3 separate regions of the Mus musculus genome follow, and all the other regions are linked to region 1. Evidence: chromatin contacts called from public HiChIP or PLAC-seq and promoter capture Hi-C data. All regions are on one chromosome and are shown on one strand. The core of a region is the stretch at or near the end of the contact, and the rest is flanking DNA. Distances in the headings are between cores, read along the strand shown.

Region 1 (2,702 bases), core at 119-2,618:
ATTTTATGTGCATTGGTGTTCTTCCTGCGTGTATGTCTATATGAGGGCCTTGGAGCTCCTGGAACTGGAGTTACAGACAGTTGTGAGCTGCCATGCAGATGCTAGTAATTGAACCCAGGTCCTCTGGAAGAGCAGTCAGTGCTCTCTTAATCCCTGAGCCATCTCTGCAGCCCCTAGAGTCATCTTCTATAAACTGAAAATTCAGAGTATGTTCCTCAATGGTTTTTCAAACTCCTTCTACAAAACCCTGCAAGGTTTACTTCCTGATGTTTCTGTAACTTCATTTCCTATCACTTTTTTTTTTCCAAACCAGGTCTTTCTGAGCACTCCTTCATGATACCATTTTACTTACTCTCTGGCTTCCTAAGGATCTATGCCCAAAAATCCCTTCATCAAAGACAACAGGCATGCCTCACCCTATCTTATTTGGGTTTCCTTCATAATATGCATCCACTTCTAAAGTGTAATATGTGTGCCTATTGTTGCTTTCATGCTCAAATACAAGCTGGAGCAGATGAGCAGATAAAATAGAGGAAGCCCAATTGAATTTAAATTTCAGATAAACAATGAATTATTTTTCAATATGAAGTTGTCATAGATATTGGAGGGCTCTTATAATTTAAAAAAAAAATAGCTAAACCAGGTGTGAGGATGCATGCCATTAATCCCAGAACTCAGGACCAAGGCAGGCAGATCTTTGCGAGTTCAAGAACAGCCTGGTCTACATAGCTAGCTCTAGGGCAGCCAGGACTACATAGAAAGCCTCTGTCCAACTCCCTCCCCCCTCCCCAAAAATCACTGTTTATCTGGTATTGGAAATTTACTAGTGTTCAGTATTTTATTTGCTAAATCTGGCAACTCTATACAGAAAGGAAAACACATTGGTTATTGTGTTTATGGCAGCATCCCCAGAGCTAGAATAGTCTCGATATTTCACCACCAGTAAATATTTATTGGATGGATGGGTGGGTGGGTGGATAGATGGATAGATGGGTGGAGGGATGGATGGAAGGACGGATGAATTATTCAACTGGGCCATTAAAACAATGAGCCTAAAGAACCTAAGAGTAAGAGGGATGGAGTCTTTCAAGAACTTTTCAGAAGGTGGAGCCTCGGGTGCCAGTCCCCGCCCCTGCTTCTCAGCAAGCAAAACTCTGCCTCCGCTGTAAGTTGATGCGGTCAGCCGCGGTCCGACAGGGGCGGGGCCTACTAACTGTGGCTCCAGACCCAGCACGAGCCAGAGCCGCGGCCCCTTTAACGTTCCACCTCCCCAGCACCACACGCGCCCTCCTGCGTGACGTCACCAAGGGGCGCCCAATGGGGGCGCGGCTTACTGGCAAGCCTTGCCCGGGGCCGCTGCCAAAGGGGAAGTGAGCTAAGACTGGAGCTATGGCCCGGGTCTGGAGCCTGCGGCGGCCGCCACCGCCAGCACATCCAGAGAAGTCGCGACCGAAGCAGGGGCCGGAGACGCGGCTGGACTGGCCGCGGCGCGTGTGAGTTGCGGAAGTCGCTGGTGGCGGAACACTTCAGGCTGGCGGAGCGGTGGTCACCCCTCATCACTGCGCCCCCTCCAGGCCCTAGCAGCAGGGCTCCCGCTCCTCTCGCGCGGGTCTCTACAAACTCAGGACAGAAGCCACGGGAAGGTGATCATCCCGAATCCTGGTGGGCGTCCCGGCCTGGGAGTTTTCTAGGCGCCCAGGCAGTGTTGGCGCTCTCCTGTCACCACCTCTCCAGTTAAGGATCAGCGAGTTCCCACTGCCTGCTCTGCAAAGTCTCCTCTCCTCCCATTCAAAAACAAGTTTATTTTCCTTCTGCATTGGGAATCTTGTCCCAGAGATCTAAAGTACCTTAGTTTTGTGTATCTTTCTCCCGCTTTCTGGAGCACTCCTAGAAATATTGGTTGCCTACACGACTTAGAATCTCGTGCTTGACTTAGCGGGTTGTTTTGTTTCGTTTTCCTTTTGACAGGTAATAGTTGTTTCAGAAATTTATCCATTTAGATCTCCAGTTCCTTGGCCATCTCTATGTAACTTCCCCCACCCCCCATCCCCCATCCACCTGAGTCCAATTTTCTCTGGGCTCTATTCTCCAGCCCTCAGTAGATCTGGTCAGTCCCACCTCTGGGTGGGAGTGATCAGGGGGCTCAGGCCCAGGATTTCCAACCCTGGAAGGCAGCTCCAAGTCAGCGAGAGAGTTGGGTGTTGGCTACGAACCTGGCAGCTCAGGAGTGGGCCCGCCACTCACCCCCCACAAAAAGATGAAAAAGCGCAAAGAGCTCAATGCGTTGATCGGCCTGGCTGGTGACCATCGGAGAAAGAAGACCAAGCAAGGCTCAGGCAGCCACCGCCTGCTTCGCACTGAGCCTCCTGACTCAGACTCAGAGTCCAGCACAGACGAAGAGGAATTTGGAGCAATTGGAAATCGCTCTCGTTTTGTCAAGTGAGTGTAGCAGTGGGGAGGGCTGAAATGGGCAAAAGGCATCTTGCACTACTACCAGCCGGGCAAATGGATGAGAAGGAGAGGGGAGTCCCTTGGAAGAAAAAGGGAAGTAGGCCTTGGAAAACAGGGAGAAAGGATGTTGGACAGGGCAAGTTCTAACTCTTAATAAAGAGTAAGCAGTCACTCTAATGTCTAACAAGAGCTTCAAATCTAGGGTGGAAGTGTGGACTTGGGGAATGGGCTCATAGCCCAAGAAGGAATTA
Region 2 (2,702 bases), core at 108-2,607, 250 kb after region 1:
GCTAAAATCAATTTTCAGAAAAAGCAACTTTCAACTCAGACACATACCCACTCTCCCCCCCCCCCACCCCTCTTCCCCTTCTCCCTTTCTCTGGGTTATTTTAGATCCTGTCCTTGAATATGCTGATGGTATTTCATTTTGTTTCTTTCTTTCTTTTTGTTTTTGTTGTTGTTGTTGTTGTTGTTGTTTTGATTTTTGAGACAGGGTTTCTCTGTATAGCCCTGGCTGTGCTGGAACTCACTTTGTAGACCAGGCTGGCCTCGAACTCAGAAATCCGCCTGCCTCTGCCTCCCAAGTGCTGGGATTAAAGGCATGCGCCACCATGCCCGGCGGTATTTCATTTTGTGAACGTCTATGAATTAGCCCTAGAATTCACTGATCATTTCCTACACAAGGGCCTCCTGCTTCATGCTTTTCTGTTTAACTTTCAGTACAACCCTTCCAGGTGCATAATTTGAGTCCCATTTTCCTGGTGAACAAACTGAGATCCACAGATGTGTTTGCTCAGAGCAATGTCCAGTTCAGGTAAGTGGTAAACTTCGACTAGGAACATTCACCCTGCTCCACTCTCCCTGCCTCTAAGATCTACTTTCTCTCCCTTTTAAATTAGTGTGTGTGTGTGTGTGTGTGTGTGTGTGTGTGTGTGTGTGTGTTCGAACGCCCGCACGAGTGTGCTCATGCATGTGTATGTATGCTATGGGTGCTCATGCATGTGTATGTATGCGGTAGAATGTGTAGAAGTCAGAAAACAACCGATTCCTTTCACCATGTGGGTTCCAGGGATAGAACTTGGGTCATCAGAATTAGCAGCAAGCCTCTTTACCAGTTTAGCCATCTTACCAGCCTTGGTTTTGCAGTTTCCTCCTGACAAGGACAGGGCTGTCACACAGATCAAATGGTGTGTCTTCAGGGATGGAACAAAGTTTTACCAGAAGAGATAAAGAGTAAGCAGCAGTGGCAGAGGATGTCCCTAGCCTCACAGAGACTTGATGTGCCATGGTGGGGGAGTAACCAGGGGGCCCCTATCAGCGCAGAAGAGAAGCGGAGAGGGAGGGAAAAGATTGTGGGAGGGAGGGAGTGGAAGGGGGCAGTGAGCGGGATGTAAAGTGAATAAATAAAAATTTTTAAATTTGAAAAAAAAAAAAAACACTAAGCAGAGGATTGAAACCCCGTGTAGAGAAAACTGACCTCCTGGGAACTTTTGATAGTATCGCCCTTGCAGAAGGCCAATTTCTTCTCACCTTTATACATGGGGAAGTTCCGAATGTCCTGCATGCTCAGATACGAGAAACTCTCTGCAGAAAGACATAGGAACACTCAGCAAATCTTACTCCGGTAAGAGCATGAGTGGGTGCCCCCTGCCGGTACTTTTCAGAACCACAGGCTTGTGGGCTTGGATGGCCGCAGAAGCCCAGACCTGCCCGCCCTGGGCCTTCTCCCAGTCTTCCGGCGTGCAGGGAGGCAGGGAATTGGCATCTTAGGAGCTTTTCTCAGTACCCATCACTGGGCGGGTCTCTTTCCATTACTGAGTCTCTGACTTCTCGCCCTCACTTCGAGGCGGGGATTACTCTGCCCTGGGCTCAAATGATGAAATGGGGGTGGCAGAAAGGTTAAGTGGCTTTTCCAAAGCTACAGCTAGTGGTAGCAGGGGGATTGGTCCGTGTCCTCCTGTGTACCGGAATCCAGGGAGAGAGGTGGGTGCCGTGCAATCCTGCGCGAAAAAAGTTCCTCTGCAGCTGTCACTATTGTGAAGGGAGGGTGAGGATGCTCTGGCAGAGACTTGGGGGAGAGTTAGGAGGATGTGTTCTTAACATCAGGGGAGAAATGCCAGTCTGGGTTTGGAGTCAGATTTCATTCTGCAAAGAGCAGTGTCTTTGAGATCAGGCCCTGTGCGAGAGACTCAGGAATGTCCCAGGCATTGCGCTGTCCTGACCTGTGTGCTTCAAGTGCAGAAGACACCACTTAAAGTAGGGGAAACAGAGAGATCGCAAGAGTAAACAAATATGCTAAAGCCAAACACAAAGTCTTTTACTTTCTATTTCATTTATATGAAACTCTAGAAACTTCTGTCCATGGTGACAGGATCAGTGGCCGCCAAGAGTAGAAAAAGAGTGAACTGCCATGAAACATGATGGAACTTTGGAGGTGGCATGCTATATATAGTTCGGATGTGACCTGCCCTCCATAAACTCAAACTTGCCCACTTCAATCCCAGTTGGTGGCGCTGTTCAGGAAGGCCCGCCTTTAGTGGGTGGAGCCTTGATGGAGGAAGTGGATTGTTGATGGGTGTTGAAGTTTTATATCCGGGCCTCCTTTCCCGTTCTTCCTGCTTCTGGGTTGCTAATCAACACAACTAGACTGTCCCTCTGTCCTGCTGCCACGCCTTCCCACCATGATAGAACGCACACCCTCAAAACTGTAAGCTAAGATAACCCTTCTTTCCTGAAGTTGCTTTGGCCAGGTGTTTTGTCACAGCAAGAAAAGCCACTAATATATTCTATAAATTCTAAAGATTTATCTTATATGTTTATTATGGAAACAACTATCCGGTCAAAATTAATCAAGTTATATTCAGATGGTGAACTTTATTATTTCTAAATTATCATTTAAAAAAAACACTCTTAAAGTGAGTGGAAGCTAGAAATGACTGCTGTAGGAACCGAGGGCTCACCCCACCCTACCCAAGCTACAGGCTTCTTTCC
Region 3 (2,702 bases), core at 130-2,629, 220 kb before region 1:
GCTGTAGTAGTTTGAATATGCTTGGCACAGGGATTGGCACTATTTGGAGGTGTGGCCTTGTTACAAGAAGTGTGCCAGTGTGGGCATGGTCTTTATGACCCTCGTCCTAGCTTTCTGGAAGCCAGTCTTCTTCTGTTTGCCTTCAGAACAAGATGTTCAACTCTCAGCTCTTCCTGCACCATGCCTGCTTGGATGCTGGCATGTTCATGCCTTGATGATAATGAACTGAATTTCTAAACATGTAAGCCAGGCCCAATTAAATTTTGTTCTTGTAAGAGTTCCCTTGGTCATGGTGTTTGCTTACATCAGTAAAACCCTAAATAAGAAAAGCTATTTAGATAAATAATAGCTGAAAGCTTTCCTGTATTTACTGAGAAATACATGGGCACCCAAGTACAGTAAATGCAAAGGGCCCATTTAGATTCAATTGATTTGGTCCTGTTGAAGACACACTATATTCAAGCTCTCAAAAGTCCAAGACAAGAAATTCTAAAACCAAGAGAAGTATTCCAAGTCCCATATAAGCAAGGCCTTGGTAGACTAACACTAGAGTCTACAGCAAAAACTTCTCAAAAGTGAACTAAACTCTCCAAGTAACAGAGTTAGGTTGGCTAAATAGATTTTTTTTAAATGAAATTCAACTGTATGCTATCTATTTTAAAACAACAACAAAAAAAAAAACCCACAAGAAGGTGCCAAGGAATGGAAAGAAACCCATTAGCTCCCCCAAAGCAAAACAAGCACGAGTGTCCTTGGCATCCCCAGGCATGGACTACCCATGAGACTAGCCTACCTAGATGTATAAGAGCAGCAGTGCCTATATGTTTTCCAGTCTGAATCAGCAACCACTCACCATCCATTTGGCATGGACAATTCAAAAAAAAACTATTAGATACTTGGTCTGACATGGAAACCCAAACACCTCCCAAAAACAACAAATAAAGCCACAGACTTAAGCTATGGAGCTTGGGAAAGAGCCAGTGTGTGAGGATCCCCTTATCACACAGGACTTCAACAAGATATTTATTTTTATATGACAACCTTGTTTGATATTTAATAATTTAGTAAAACTTTGCAAGAAAAGATTAAAAATAAGTGGAAGAATATTTAAGGATATTATAATTGTTCTGCTTAATTTATGCATGCAGTACAGGTGTGGAAACAAGTCAATGTTCTTGACTCGCACGAGAGGAAAGTAGACACAGGTAGGCACTGGCAGCTGGAAAGAAAAAATTGTGTCTCTGATTCCCAAGGTAAATCATTCCTGTTATTTAACCAACTGAACTTTGAGATCAAGATTGGTCAGCCTCACCCTTCTCCCTCCCACAGGTAGGCGGGCAATCCTTACAGGATTTAGGCAGGAGGTAGAAAGGATTAGTGAGAGTGAGGACAGCAACAGAAGAGTGGATGAACTATGAGTGTCTCTGCTCTAAGCCCAACCCGATTTGCAGACAGCCTCTCTGGCTTCCTCCAAGTGGCCTCTGTGCTCGGTCTGCTCCTGCTGCTGGTGAAAGCTGTCCAGTTCTACCTCCACAGGCAATGGCTACTCAAGGCTTTCCAGCAGTTCCCATCACCTCCTTTTCACTGGTTCTTTGGGCATGAGGTATGAAGGAAAGAGAAGGATGGGTGGAAGAGAAGGGAAGATGGGTGTCTCAGAGACCAGCCATCAAATTCACAAGGAAAATCCTGATATATAAAGAGTCCAAGAGCTTCATAAGATGCCCAGCTCAGGCTGAGGCATGTCATCCCAACAATAGCGTTACTGTCTGACTGTTGCTCAACTCTATACTGATAGTCTTGCACTTTGAAAGCTTTGGTTGGTCCTACCTAGTCTCCTCCTCCTCTTCTGGCTGAGTACCTTTAATATCTCTACTGTTCTCAAACAACTTTTAAGTAGTTCCTTGACAAGTTACTTATGGCTATTCTCTCCCAAGCCCTGGGTTTGCCTGGGAATGCAAACATCAGAGAGACAGAAACCTTGCCCCTTGAAGTTCTTGATGTAACAATGGTGCACATCTTAGAAATTATCAGGCACAGGAAGGGTTCACACTGCTGGGCTGAGTGAGTGGCTGACCAAGACTAGAATTTTCAGGATGGGTAAATTACAAATTGAAATCCCAAAGTCATGGCACATTAAAGGGAAAGGGTGGGTAGGACCCTCATATGTGAACACTAATGTTAGTATTTCTACAGGGCTATGTGGCTCTTCTTCCTCTTTCCACACACCCTGCAATATAAGATACTTGGATTCAAGCACAGCATCACTTTCTTGTTCCACAGGGTTCAGCTAAAGAGCCTGGCACAAGTGTATGAAATTACCCAGAAAGGGAACTGGGAAGGGACAGTACTGACCCATTGCATTATCACCCCAGGAAATAAAGTACAGAGCCAAATAGGAGGATACATGAAAATGTGCACAACAAAGGATTGTGCAATAGATGTTCTTAGAAAGACATGGGTATGCCACGTTCTCTGAAGATCTGAGGATCTGACACTGTGATTCCTCTGAGGAACACAGCTCCATCCAACAGGACTCTCAGATTCAGCTCAGAACCCATACCCACATAGTAAAGCTATGAGTGATAGCACAGACAGTTCATCGAACTGCCCCACCTTCCTGGCAACTTCAGAAAAAAACAGCTATGTTCCTGTGCTTGCTCTACTCTTGTCTCCAGTCCAAAAACTAGGCAAGAGTCCCACGA

What was found. HiChIP or PLAC-seq counts read pairs in DNA pulled down with a chosen protein or histone mark. Capture Hi-C pulls out chosen DNA fragments and counts their contacts.
Region 2: a contact with region 1 is called in an H3K4me3 HiChIP or PLAC-seq map of intestinal villus epithelium, with 6 times the contacts expected there. The contact joins the enhancer-like site here to the promoter of Efcab14 in region 1. A contact is called at or near these places in 26 of 39 promoter capture datasets (the 3T3-L1 cell line, 3T3-L1-derived adipocytes, the C10 cell line and 15 more), 10 of 15 datasets of contacts at CTCF or cohesin (the G1E-ER4 cell line, the NIH/3T3 cell line, embryonic stem cells and 4 more), 144 of 484 Hi-C or Micro-C datasets (the 3T3-L1 cell line, 3T3-L1-derived adipocytes, the AtT-20 cell line and 78 more), 46 of 115 datasets of contacts at active chromatin or transcription factors (the 230-238 cell line, DN3 thymocytes, the HPC-7 cell line and 27 more) and 5 of 9 other capture datasets (adipose tissue, embryonic stem cells, embryonic tail and 2 more).
Region 3: a promoter capture Hi-C map of liver shows a contact between it and region 1. The contact joins the promoter of Cyp4a10 here to the promoter of Efcab14 in region 1. A contact is called at or near these places in 1 of 115 datasets of contacts at active chromatin or transcription factors (large pre-B cells) and 1 of 9 other capture datasets (liver).

The regions. Positions count from the first base shown.
Region 1 is chr4:115,736,402-115,739,103 of GRCm38.p6, forward strand. Efcab14 (EF-hand calcium binding domain 14) reads left to right here and starts at 1,369. Exons shown (of 11, transcript NM_001368627.1): 1 at 1,369-2,439. The coding sequence starts at 2,258.
Region 2 is chr4:115,982,919-115,985,620 of GRCm38.p6, forward strand. No RefSeq gene overlaps it. Among named protein-coding and RNA genes, the nearest start is that of Gm38492, 13 kb to the left of the region's middle. Within about 2 kb of position 1,358, at least 20 of the 459 cell types and tissues checked have an H3K27ac peak or open chromatin away from gene starts, as enhancers often do. A contact at or near this core is called in the AtT-20 cell line, the Ba/F3 cell line, differentiating embryonic stem cells and 5 more, where this site is marked.
Region 3 is chr4:115,516,908-115,519,609 of GRCm38.p6, forward strand. It overlaps Cyp4a10 (cytochrome P450, family 4, subfamily a, polypeptide 10), which reads left to right and starts at 1,380. Exons shown (of 13, transcript NM_010011.3): 1 at 1,380-1,603. The coding sequence starts at 1,415.